Linked DNA regions of Zea mays: region 1 is linked to region 2. The links are chromatin contacts, called in public Hi-C maps. All regions are on one chromosome and are shown on one strand. Each heading gives the region's core, a stretch centred on a gene start, on an enhancer-like site or on the middle of the called end of the contact. The rest is flanking DNA. Distances are from core to core; before and after follow the strand shown. Region 1 holds the start of LOC103631773 (50S ribosomal protein L18, chloroplastic-like). Region 2 overlaps LOC100274365 (Ribulose-phosphate 3-epimerase).

Region 1 (5,608 bases), core at 210-2,709, 170 kb before region 2:
CCTCACATTCTCCACCATGAAAAACTCCTCAAAGATCACATAGAACCCAGTCAGATCCTGCTCCGTTTTATAGAAGTTACCATTACGGAAGGCCTTCATCGCCCGCGGCCCAAGCTCAGGCTTGACATCTCTCAATCCACGGATCTTGTTCACCATAAATTCAGTGTAGTCCTCACCAAGCTGGGTCAACGCAAGAATCTCCTCAAGATAAAGCTCAATTTCCCTGGGATCAGGCCCTTCACTACCTCCAGCAGCACTGGCCATGGAACCCATGACCGAAAGGAGGTTCTTTGTATAGGAGTTTATATCCGATGCAAGTCGTGCAAGCTTCCTGTAATCAGCATAACGGCGTAGTATCTGGGTGCCCCGCGAATCACACTCCTCCTGCAGCTCAATGATGGCATAAGCAACACCATCGTCTCCCCTGAGCTCACGAAGCACAGCATCATTCTCCTCAACAGCGAGCACAATGTCCTTAAAGAGACGGGTGAGGCAGCCAACAAAATCCGGCCGCTCAGAGGTCGGCTGGGTCGCGGAGGTCAGCTCCGCGAGGTGCTCAAAGTCTGCGCGGGCACGCAGAGCGACAACCTTCTTCAGGTAGGCGACGTAGACCTGGAGTCCTTCATCAGCGAGTCCGAGCAGTGGGAATAGGCGGACGAGGCGAAGCACAGCAGGATGGTCCTGTGCATCAACGACCGCCGCTAGCCTCCGACGCGCGAGCCCCTCGAGGCGACGTTTCATGTCAAGCAGATCGCGGCGGAGATCGTCGTCGGTGGGGAACCGAGCGTCGATAGCGAGGAATTCGTGCACGGCGGTGGCGGCGGCGGCGAGGTCGTCGGCGGCCAAGGCCCGCCGCGCGGCTTCGAGCGCGCGAGAACGATCGAGCGCGGCCTCGGCACGTGCCAGCGCAGCGTCCGCCCTGGAGTGCGCCGCGTCGAGATGGCGGACGCGGGACGAGAGCGCGTCGGCGAGCGCCGCGGTGGTGGAGGAGGATTCCTTAAGCGCGGCGGCGTCGGAAGCCGCGAGCGAGAGCAGAGGCGGGGCAGAGCGGAGGAGCGAAGCAGCGGCGCGGTCGAGGTCAGCACGGCGGGCGAGGAGAGCGTCGAGACGGGCGTCGAGCCCGCGCTGGTAGGCCACGCACTCGTGGAGGAGGCGGGTGGCGGCACCCGCGTCGGTGAGGACTCGGAGCGCGGCGAGGGAGGCCGGGTCGCCGAAGTCGAGGGATGGTGGCACGTCAGCGGACGAGGGGTCCGGGGCCACAATGGCATCCGGTCGGCGCGGGGACCGCGGGGCGGGAGAGGGCACCGCCATGGCCGCGGACCGCGGCGTCGGTGCAGATCGGCAAGATCTCGGAGTCCGGGGGAGAAGACGAGACTCGAGAGGGTTGGGCTGTGGACCGTTGGACACCGAGAAGACCAGATCTCGGAGTGCTTCTCTCTCTCTTCTTTTTTTCAGGGCAAGGGCGACGGTGCGGTGCGGAGTGTGCGGGCGCTGCGGCTGGTGCCTGGTGGGGAAAAAAATTTGCTGCAGCCCGGCTGCAAACTAGGCTGTTTGCAGCCCCTCACAAAAATGAGGATAGGCCCCACCTGTAGGCCAATAACACAACTAAAACGTTATCTAGTAGACTTGCAGGTGAGGTCTATCCTCTTTTTTGTTAGGGGCTGCAAACAGCCTGGTTTGTAACCGGGCTGCAACAAATTTTTTTCCCCTGGTGGTGGTGGGGTAAAACGGAATGGTAAACTGAAGCCAACTGCCAACCCAACGAAGGCCAGAACTGCGCGCGCGGAACCTGTTCGACGAATTGGCGCACTGGCTATGGCGCTGCTACGCGCCGCGCTAGCCCAGCCGTTATCGCCGCGCCCCGCGCTCCCGGTCCGCCACCCTCCGACCTCGCTGACAGGCTCCAGGTTTATCCTCGACTTCTCGCTTCCGCCACATCCAGGTGAGCAGAGCCACCGCATACACGCTGTTCCGCGCTCGCTAGCTCGGCGACGCCCACGCGCGCTCTTATCTCTGTCTGACGCGTGCAGGCCCCGGCGCGCCCCGGCGCGAGTACCCCAGGATCGAGGCGACGGCGAGGCGAGGCGCGCGAACTGAGAGCGCCAAGGTCAGGAACCGTCGGCTGCAGAAGAAGGTACGTTCCGGTGCTCCACCTGGTTCTCAAATTTCAGGATAAGGCCAGCTACCAGGCAGCCGGTGTAACCAAACCGCCGTTCCGCCGACTCTCGCTGTATGCAGTTCAACGGCACGGCGACGAAGCCCAGACTCTCGGTGTTCTGCTCCAACCGGCAGCTCTACGCTGTGCTCGCCGACGACCACAACAAGAAGATCCTCTTCTATGGCAGCACGCTGCAGAAGTCCATCTGCGGCGACCCGCCCTGTGGCACCGTGGTAAGCCGCCGCCGTCGTCTTCTCCATCTGGAATTTGGTTTGTATTCCGGCGGGACTCTTGAGCTTGAGTTCGCCTCGCCGGCTCGCCCTGCACAGGAGGCTGCCCGGAAGGTCGGGGAGGAGCTCGTCAGGGTGTGCAACGAGTTGGGCATCTCCGAGGTCTCCTACGACCGCAACGGCTTTGCTCGAGGCGACAAGATGATGGCGTTCGAGGTTCCGGTCTCACAGCACGGGTTCCTGCCAAGATAGGCTGCAACTGTAGTGTCGCCCCCAGAAAGGAGGCACCAGGGCTTGCATTGACAGTTCTCAGGAGACAGGGAAGTTGGTCACATTCCATGCGGATTCTGTATTCTGTATTCTGTATGATCCATCAGTCCTTGATCAACAGGCAGTTCATATTTCACTAACAAGGACAGTTTCTCCGTACTCTATACACGATTCCAGTACCTACTGCTCAGATCTCCTTACATCCCCTTTATAATATGAATATTCATATAATATAATACACGAAATCACTGAAGTGAACATTAGTAGGAGCTATATGCTACGGACGCTGAAACTGGGACTCGAGTTCCCAACCTGTGGACCAACCATGCAGCTTGTTCGCTGCGGCTTGCTGCGGCTGCAATCCGGCTGCGGCTGCGGCTTCTACAGTATTTTTCTCTCTATGGATTGCAGCTGCAGCAGTCCAAACAGCTGCAACAGTGTCGGCTTGTAGCCAGCCGAACACGCCCATGGATTCTCGATATCCGGATCAATGAAAGTTTGTATAAGGAACGGTATAGCTTCATCACCGTTCAGATATGCTGGATCCTGGACCGGAGCACCTGAGAAGAATGCCAATAACAGGTGTCAATACCAATTGCCAAACTTACCTATTCAGCAGCAAGTCATCCCGTCATGACTCATGAGTACCCGAGAAGAGCTAGAAAGTACTAGTAGAAAATAACCAGTAAGCGCAAAAGGACATCGTCATTTTGAAGTTCAAGTAACACTCGCATTCATGAACAACGAGAAACAGGAAGACAAGGCTGGGACCTGTACTCATAGCAGCTGGCAATTTGCTCATTCTCAGGTTTGTCCCGGTTATGCCACCCAACGGGCTCTATGCAGTGATCCATAAAAGCTTGTGAAAAAAAAACCTCCCGAAGGGCTCCCATGGCCGACGTAGGTACATAGCAGCTTCTCCATTGCCAGTACCTGGATGGTGTCATGTCATTTGGCACGTATATTTGTTGGAATACGAACCTATACCCCTAACCAGGGATGAGGAGTAGTATTAATAGACTTAGTAACTGGGCCAGGCCCATTACAATGAGGGTTGAGACGGTAATTACACGGGGAACACCCCAAACCCTAGAATCCTAGACGGGTAGTCTAACACCCCCCGCAGTCACAACTCTATCCTGTACAGATGTTGAGACTGGATCGAAAGTCTAAGAATACACTCGACGGTAGTCCCTTAGTGAAGATGTCGGCGAACTGCAGCATGGTGGGGACGCTGAGAACCCGAACGTCACCGGCAGCGACACGCTCGCGGACGAAGTGTAGGTCGATCTCTACGTGCTTCGTGCGCTGATGCTGCACGGGGTTGGTGGAGAGGTAGACCGCACTGACGTTGTCGCAGTAGACGAGAGTGGCGTGCTGAAGAGGACTGTGGAGCTCGTGGAGGAGCTGGCGCAGCCAGGAGGCCTCTGCCACACCGTTGGCCACGACACGGTACTCGGCCTCAGCGCTGGAGCGAGAGACGACGGGCTGCCTCTTGGCGGCCCAAGAGACGAGGTTGGCGCCCAGGAACACGGCGTAGCCGGAGGTGGACCGACGCGTGTCGGGACAGCTAGCCCAGTCAGCGTCGGTGTAGACCACGAGCTCCGACGTCGGGGATGGGCGGAGTAGGAGGCCGTACTCGAGGTAGCCGCGGAGGTAGCGCAGAATCCGCTTGAGCGCAGTGAGATGGGGCTCCCGCGGAGTGTGCATATGCAGGCACACCTGCTGGACGGCGTAAGCGATGTCGGGCCTGGAGAACGTGAGGTACTGGAGCGCGCCGGTGAGGCTCCGGTATGACGTCGCGTCGGCGACCGGAGGCCCGTCGTCCGCAGAGAGCTTCGCATGAGTGTCGACAGGCGTGGAGCAGGGCTTGCAGTCAGACATGCCAGCCCGCTCCAGGATGTCGATGGCGTACTGGCGCTGGTGGAGGAAGAGACCCTGAGGCCGACGTTCGGCGGTGATGCCGAGGAAGTGGTGTAGGGGCCCCAGGTCCTTCATCGCGAACTCCCGCTGAAGGGCGACGATCGTGCGGTGTAGAAGGTCGGCGGTGGATGCCGTGAGCACAATGTCGTCAACGTAGAGCAGGAGGTAGACGGTGTCGTCGCCGCGCCGATAGATGAACAGGGACGTGTCCGACTTGGCCTCGACGAAGCCGATGGAGGCCAGGTAGGAGGCGAAGCGACTGTACCAAGCCCGTGCCGCCTGCTTGAGGCCGTACAGGGACCTATTCAGCCGGCAAACCAGATCCGGGCGGTCAGCGTCGACGAAGCCGGTGGGCTGGCTGCAGTAGACAGTCTCCGCCAGAGTGCCATGGAGGAAGGCATTCTTGACATCGAGCTGATGGATCGCCTAGTCGCGGGAGAGGGCGAGGGAGAGGACGGCGCGAACAGTGGCGAACTTGACGACAGGGCTGAAGGTCTCGTCGTAGTCCACTCCGGGGCGCTGGGTGAAGCCCCGAAGGACCCAACGGGCCTTGTAGCGGTCGAGGGAGCCGTCCGAGGTCAGCTTGTGGCGAAATAGCCACTTGCCGGTGACCACGTTGGTGCCTGGTGGACGCGGCACCAGGTCCCAGGTGTGGTTGGCCAAGAGGGTCGCGTACTCCTCCTCCATAGCACGACGCCAATGTGGGTCGGCGAGGGCAGTGCGAACGGAGGAGGGCACCGGGGAAGTGTCGGGTGGAGTGCTAGATGTAGCAGCTGCCAGGATTAGCCGGTCGACGGGGCAGAGAACGCCAGCAGCGCGCCGAGTCACCATCGGGTGGACGTGCCCGGGGTCGCGGTGGATGGCGACCGGGTGGTAAACGGACGACTCAGAGCGAACCGCCGGAACGTCGAGAGCGGCTGGTGGGGCCGGCTCGCGGTGGTGATAGACGACGGCAGGGTCGGCGAATCGGGCCGCGCTCGTCGACGGGACCGAGTCGGGGGGCGCCGAGGTAGTAGCGTGGCCGCGG
Region 2 (6,099 bases), core at 3,297-5,796:
GCTTGCACCTCTCCTCAATAGCCTAGTTTCCAAATGCCAGAGTGCTTTCGTCAGAAGAAGATGTATCCAGGATAATTTCCTCTATGTGCAAAATATTGTCATGCAGTTCCACAAAAATGTTGGCACTATTTCTAAAGCTTGACAACCAAAAAGCTTTTGATACAATTAATTGGGGCTATTTGCTCGAGGTCCTACAAGCCCTTGGTTTTTCCTCGATGGCGGGAGTGGATTTCGATCCTTTTTGGCACTGCCACTTCTTGCACCCTTGTAAATGGCGCTCATGGGGAGAGGTTCGCTCACAAGCGTGGTGTGAAACAAGCTGACCCTCACTTGCCTCTGCTCTTCATCCTAGCCATTGACCCTCTCTAGAAGATCTTGGACATTGCTACTCAACGTGAAGTTCTAAAGCCCCTGCCACTCACGTCAGCAAAATTAAGAATCTCTCTCTATGTAGATGACACGGCGATCTTCATAAATCCAGACCACGATGAAGTGTAGGCCATCAAGAGCATTCTTATCACTTTTGGTGACATGTCGGGTCTATCCACCAAATTTTGAAAAATCTTCGTTCACCCGATCCGATGCGATGGCGTGGAGCTAGACCACACCCTCCAATCCTTCCTCGGGGACTGTAAAACCTTCCCTTGCCGATACCTCAACCTACAACTCCATTCTCGGCCACTATAGAAAATCCATGTCTAGTTGTTAATTGACAAGATTGGTCAGCGACTTGCTCGCTCGAAAGGACACCTCCTTAAACGAGCAGGTCGCCACGCGTTCGTCTTGCGAACACAAGGTTGACTTGTCCCTTATGGTTCGGGTTGATGATGAGTGATTGTCAACGGATAGCACTCTAGGGTAGTCAGTGGACTGACCAGAGTGTGAGATTATGCTTGTGCAACCATGTCGGTCAACTTGTGGTGTGCAGGTGTAGAGCACATGATCGGTGGTCGATGGCTGAGGTGAAGGTCATGCGGGCTCGTGCTGATGGACCGGGAGCGGTGACGGGCGAATGTTGGGTCTTGAATGATGGATCAGAGCAGCCAGGTGACCAACCGCGGTGGCTGACACCTGGGACACGCACTTGTGCGAGGACGTGGTGGAGTGGACCGTACTGCCGGCGTGGTCGAGTACTGGCGGGACACGCGTCTGATCGTGAAGGACATGCACGAGGTGCGGTGCTCACGACAGGTTTGGTGGTTTGGGCCTCAAAACCACCCAGCGCTACGGATGGCTGGTTTTGCTGAGTTTGGGCCTCAAAACTCGGCGGTGGCGGTTCCGGAGGGAACCGGTGGTGGCACGCGGTGTGATCACGGAGGGTGCGTCAAGGCGAAGCAACTCCGTGTGAAGGACGTGGCCGTCGGATCGAAAACCTAAGAGTTGGTCCATTTTGCCCCGGTGGAGTGGATAGACTCTATGTAAATAGGGGTAGTTTAGGAAGTGAGAATAACCCTCTATAAATAGAGGGGATGGCTGGTTAGTGCAGCATCCCTTGGTTGCCATTTGTTTTGAGCACTCATTCTAGAGCTTCTAGTTTTCTTTCTAGGTAGATACCAGTTGAGCCGAGGGTTACACAGTGATTTTGTACTTCGACTGTGTTCGTGATTTTAAAGTTTAATCAGAGGAAGGGTCGCCGGTCCGGCCCACAGGGCTCTTTGGTTTCAAATCTCAGTTTGTACCCTTGTTGAAATTTCTAAAATTTTATAGTCTTTGTTTCTTCTTTTCCCGATGTTGTGTTGTTGGTGAAAAACCTTTGATTCCTTTGAGAGGATTTGGTTTGGGGATTGATTGGTGGTGAGTTGCAATCTTCGGACCACTGCATACACCTAGTTGTTGCAGATTTTTGTCGCGATTTGAGAAAAACTTAGTTTGAACTCGTTCTAGAAAACCCCAACAAAATCCCAATTTCTGCTGTATTTTTAAATCTGCAGGTGATTCACAAGTCGGATTGAGCTCAAAATTTGGGGAGATCTTGGAAACGTATTTTTTCAATTGTGTGTAAAATTTCATCTCAATCGGAGTTCGTTTGGTTCAGTTTTGAATTCAAGAACATGATTTCGTACTGCTGAAAACAACACTTGTTGACGATACTGTATTGGTCCGTTTTGGACTTTTTGGTGTCTGATTTGCGATCCGTTTGTTTTGCTGGTCTCATGTGAGTATTAGGAACGTTTTGTAATCATGAGATCACTCGTTCGCTGATGCGTTCGTGGTTTGAGCACTTGCTTCATCTCAATTGAAGTGAATTGTTCATTTTCAGTGTTTGAAAGTAAAATCCGATTGGCTCTCATTCATCTCCTCTGGTTGCCTTACCGGTCCTACACGTCTTCTCGGTCCTCTCCTCAATGATAACCTACCACTTATCCATATTTCCACTGGTAGCTTGGGCTAGGAAGCGTATAGATAAACTTCGCAGATCCTTCCTATGGAAGGGAGAGGAACAAGCAAACACAGGTCACTGTCTAGTCAACTAGCCTACAGTGAGCAGACCAAAGAATTTGGGCGGCGTGGGAGTTCTTGACCTCGACAAATTTAGTCGGGCCCTCCGCCTTCGGTGGCATTGGTAGGAGTGGACCATTGAAGAGAAGCCCTGGGTTGGTCTGCAAGTGCCTTGTAACAATGTAGCCAACCTTCTATTTCGGGCTTCCACCTCAGTAGCACTTGGCAACGACATAAAGGGAAGGTTTTGGCATCATAGTTGGTTGGATGGACACCTCTTTGAACTAGTGAAGAGGAAGAACAAATCAGTTGCACAAGAGCTTTCCAACAATGCTTGGATAGAGGCCCACAGGAACAAAGTTACAACATCCACGTAAATTGAGGAATTTGTTTCGCTCAGGATTAGAATCTAGAATAATTCACTTTTAGCCAGAGGTTGCTGACTCCATCACATGGAAATGGATCCCGGATGGAATTTTTTCTACCAGCTTAGCCTATAGAGCCCAGTTCCTAGGCTCTCACAGGCGCCACAAGGTCAGCCACATCTGGACAGCAAGATCTGAGAATAAATGTAAACTATTTGCATGGATTCTTATCCAAAATAAGCTGCTCACGGCCGACAACCTCACATGTCGTGGCTGACAGCACAAAACCTCTTAGTGCCCGTTTGTTTCCTTTTATTTTGAGGATTTGGAATCTTACTATTGTAATAGACTATTTTTTTAGAATGTGACATTCCATCACTTTCCAAAGTTACCATATAAGGCTATCTCCAGCAACGTCCTCTAAATTTTATCCCCTAAAGGAATATTCTCTGTCCTTTACAGAACTCTCTAAAAGATTCCATTCTCTATATCTAGACTTTCTCCAGCAACGGCCTCTAAATTTTATCCTCTATATCTTATTCTCTATTTTTTCTAACTGTTTTAATAAAATGTTAACAACTGTTTGTATGTCATGTTCAAATAAAAAAAAGCAGTCATAATTATTTTAAGGTAATCACGGTAGTTCTTGGTCTCCCAGCCACCACCTGCGGCCATACGTCGAGTAACTTGGATGCACACCTCCCAGCCACCACCTGTTGCGGCCGCGAGACGAGGATCGAGTGTTGCCAGCAGCTTCGCCGTCGTCGAAGCCGAAGACCACAAAGAAGGTGCAGCACCCGATGGGAAGTTTCTGTTTACGCGGGAGCGAACACAGGAAGCAGGACAGAGTAAACAGTGGATAGCGAGTGGTAGCGGAGTCCCCACATTTGCCGGATCACAAACGTACTCTATAATTTACCGAAGGTTATACCGGGTGTTGCTGGAGACGTAGCGAACAGATTCATCCAGTATATTTAGCGTAGAGGACGCTTTACCGGCCCTTGTTGGAGCCAGTCTAAGGCTATCTCAAATTCATGAGGTGAGAGATTGAAATTGATTCTATAGATTTACATGATATTTTTCCGATTTACAACTTATAGCACACTCTTATACTTGTTTCGTTATAACATGAATGTAGTATATAAGTATCTCTCTCATATGATTTAAGATAATATACAAATATATTACATATATAAATATATGAACTTAATTAGTTTTATCTAAATTATAATTATTAAAATGGAATTAAATTCCAACCAAACAAACGGGGCCTTACTCACTTTGCCATGGGCCTCTAGAAAGTGTACTCCATCTTTGTTTGCAGCGCCCCTTCGCTCAGGAAGCCTAGAATCGAATTCTCAATGGGTAAGGATTGACAATGCCACAACAAGCAAACCCATCAAACTTCGATAGCATTAGTGAGTGCTGGGAATCGAGGGCTTCTCACATCACGAGAGACCGCAATAGAGAATTCAATGGAACTGTGATCTACACCATGTGGAATACCTGGAAAGAGCACAACCAAAGGATCTTTGAGCATAACTCATTATCGGTGATGCAGGAGGCAGAGAAAATTAAAGTCTTTCACTCTTCAGGAGCGCTGCTATCCATTAGCAGCTAGGTCTGGTGTTTAGTCTCCAGTTGTATCTAGGCTCCTGCTGGTCTATTTCTTCTAGTCTCACCCAACAGGAGGGGAAACAGATCCTGTAGTATTGCCCCCGTAGTTGAGTCACTGACGTTTGGACCCACACGTCAATGACTCAACAAGAGGCAGTACTGCAGAGGATCTCGTTCCACAGGAGGTGTACTCCTGATGAGTGTCTGTTTTTTTATACCCTCTTTACCGCTTTAAGAAAGGCAGAGCTCCTGCCATTTTTCAAAAAAAAAATGTGCAAAGTTCCAGACAGTTTTAAGGTAAATTCCAATCATGTACAAGGGCTTCAGACTCAGTCAGATGCCGATGTACAAACATGTTACATTCGTGTGCTGCTGTGCTTTTTTTTAGGAAAGCCATACGACGCACTTTATTGATTATCAAACATGTTACATCGTTTACCAGTCTGAAGAATAACACCAGAGGGTTCATCGACCCCAAATACAGTTTCCTTTCAAGAGAGAGCTACTCTGCTAGTTCATGTGCCACCTGTGCGTTTGTAAATTGGACACAGCATTCTGGGAGCAGTGCACGGCATCCTCGTGAAAAATGAGAAGAAAAAAAAGGATATTTCTTCACTGCCTCCGTCTCCTTTCATCTCCGGTATACGTATAGCTGGACAAGACACACATCTATACAGATCGCATCACTGGTAAACTTGCACAGAGTAAATGATTACACGTCCAGCTCTTTATGCGGCTACAGCTAGAGGTCTTTGGCTGGTCTTTATTCCTTTGATAGCTGCAGAATCGCAAGAGGATCGTCAATAAAAACTTTCGTAGTCGCTGACAACCTATATTGAATTTCAAATTTAGAGCATGAATGACACTGAGAAGAAACCATGCCTTCAGCGTAGTCTGGAGCCCCAAAAACTGCAGAACCTGCGACAATGGCATTTGCGCCAGCTTCAATAACCTGTCATTTAAAGGGAAAAAATATTAGCACCTAAACCTAACTGGACTAGAAGATTAGTTCAGGATTGTTAAATACAAGTGCCATATAAGATAGGTTAAAGTTAAATGCCAGCATGGAAAATATCTAAACATGTCACCTTGTAGGCATTTTTCGGACCAACACCACCATCAACCTCAATCCAGGGGTTCACTCCCTACCAAAAAAAAAGAAGAAATTAACACTTCAATGCTTTGAACGTAAGGGATTCAGGGCAGTGAGTGAGAATACTTGAAAGGGAACAAGGGGATATACCTTCTCTGCACATAACCTTCTCAGTTCTGCAATTTTCTTTACTTGACTCTCGATAAAGCTCTGGCCACCAAACCCAGGATTCACAGACATAATCAGCACCAGGTCAACAACTGCATGGAAAAAAAGTGAGGTGTTGTAATTAGAATGTCAGGACATGTGAGCCTATCATGTTACTGATGAATTGATGAGAAAAGTAGTCAAATGTATGCTCAAGCAATTTCAAATATTTTAATGCAGACTTCAAGACTACATGCTGCGTAGCCAAGAAAGTCAAGGGTGCCATTGGTCAAAAATGTCAAAAATTATCACAAGCAGCAGCACAATTTGCCTCAATGGTCATGCTGGTATAAAAAACCAACATCACTGGTTGAATACCAGGAGGGAGCAGCCTGATTGATGCTTCACATTCCTACTCTGAACGGAGTATGTACTTGC

Evidence for each region. Hi-C and Micro-C count contacts between places; a contact is called where the count stands out from the background.
Region 1: a Hi-C map of ear shows a contact between it and region 2, with 2.0 times the contacts expected there. The contact joins the promoter of LOC103631773 here to the enhancer-like site in region 2. A contact is called at or near these places in 2 of 25 Hi-C or Micro-C datasets (ear and tassel) and 1 of 3 datasets of contacts at active chromatin or transcription factors (leaf).

The regions. Positions count from the first base shown.
Region 1 is chr1:14,904,650-14,910,257 of Zm-B73-REFERENCE-NAM-5.0, reverse strand. LOC103631773 (50S ribosomal protein L18, chloroplastic-like) reads left to right here and starts at 1,459. Exons shown (of 4, transcript XM_008653247.4): 1 at 1,459-1,942; 2 at 2,031-2,134; 3 at 2,239-2,391; 4 at 2,488-2,837. The coding sequence starts at 1,816. The coding sequence ends at 2,640. It overlaps LOC103631772 (conserved oligomeric Golgi complex subunit 4), which reads right to left and starts at 1,565. Exons shown (of 2, transcript XM_008653243.3): 1 at 1-1,565. The coding sequence starts at 1,311.
Region 2 is chr1:14,740,213-14,746,311 of Zm-B73-REFERENCE-NAM-5.0, reverse strand. LOC100274365 (Ribulose-phosphate 3-epimerase) reads right to left here. Exons shown (of 9, transcript NM_001148725.1): 6 at 5,665-5,774; 7 at 5,510-5,566; 8 at 5,304-5,373; 9 at 4,808-5,199. The coding sequence ends at 5,150. Among protein-coding and RNA genes, the nearest start is that of LOC100274365, 17 kb to the right of the region's middle. Within about 2 kb of position 4,546, at least 11 of the 20 cell types and tissues checked have an H3K27ac peak or open chromatin away from gene starts, as enhancers often do. A contact at or near this core is called in ear and leaf, where this site is marked.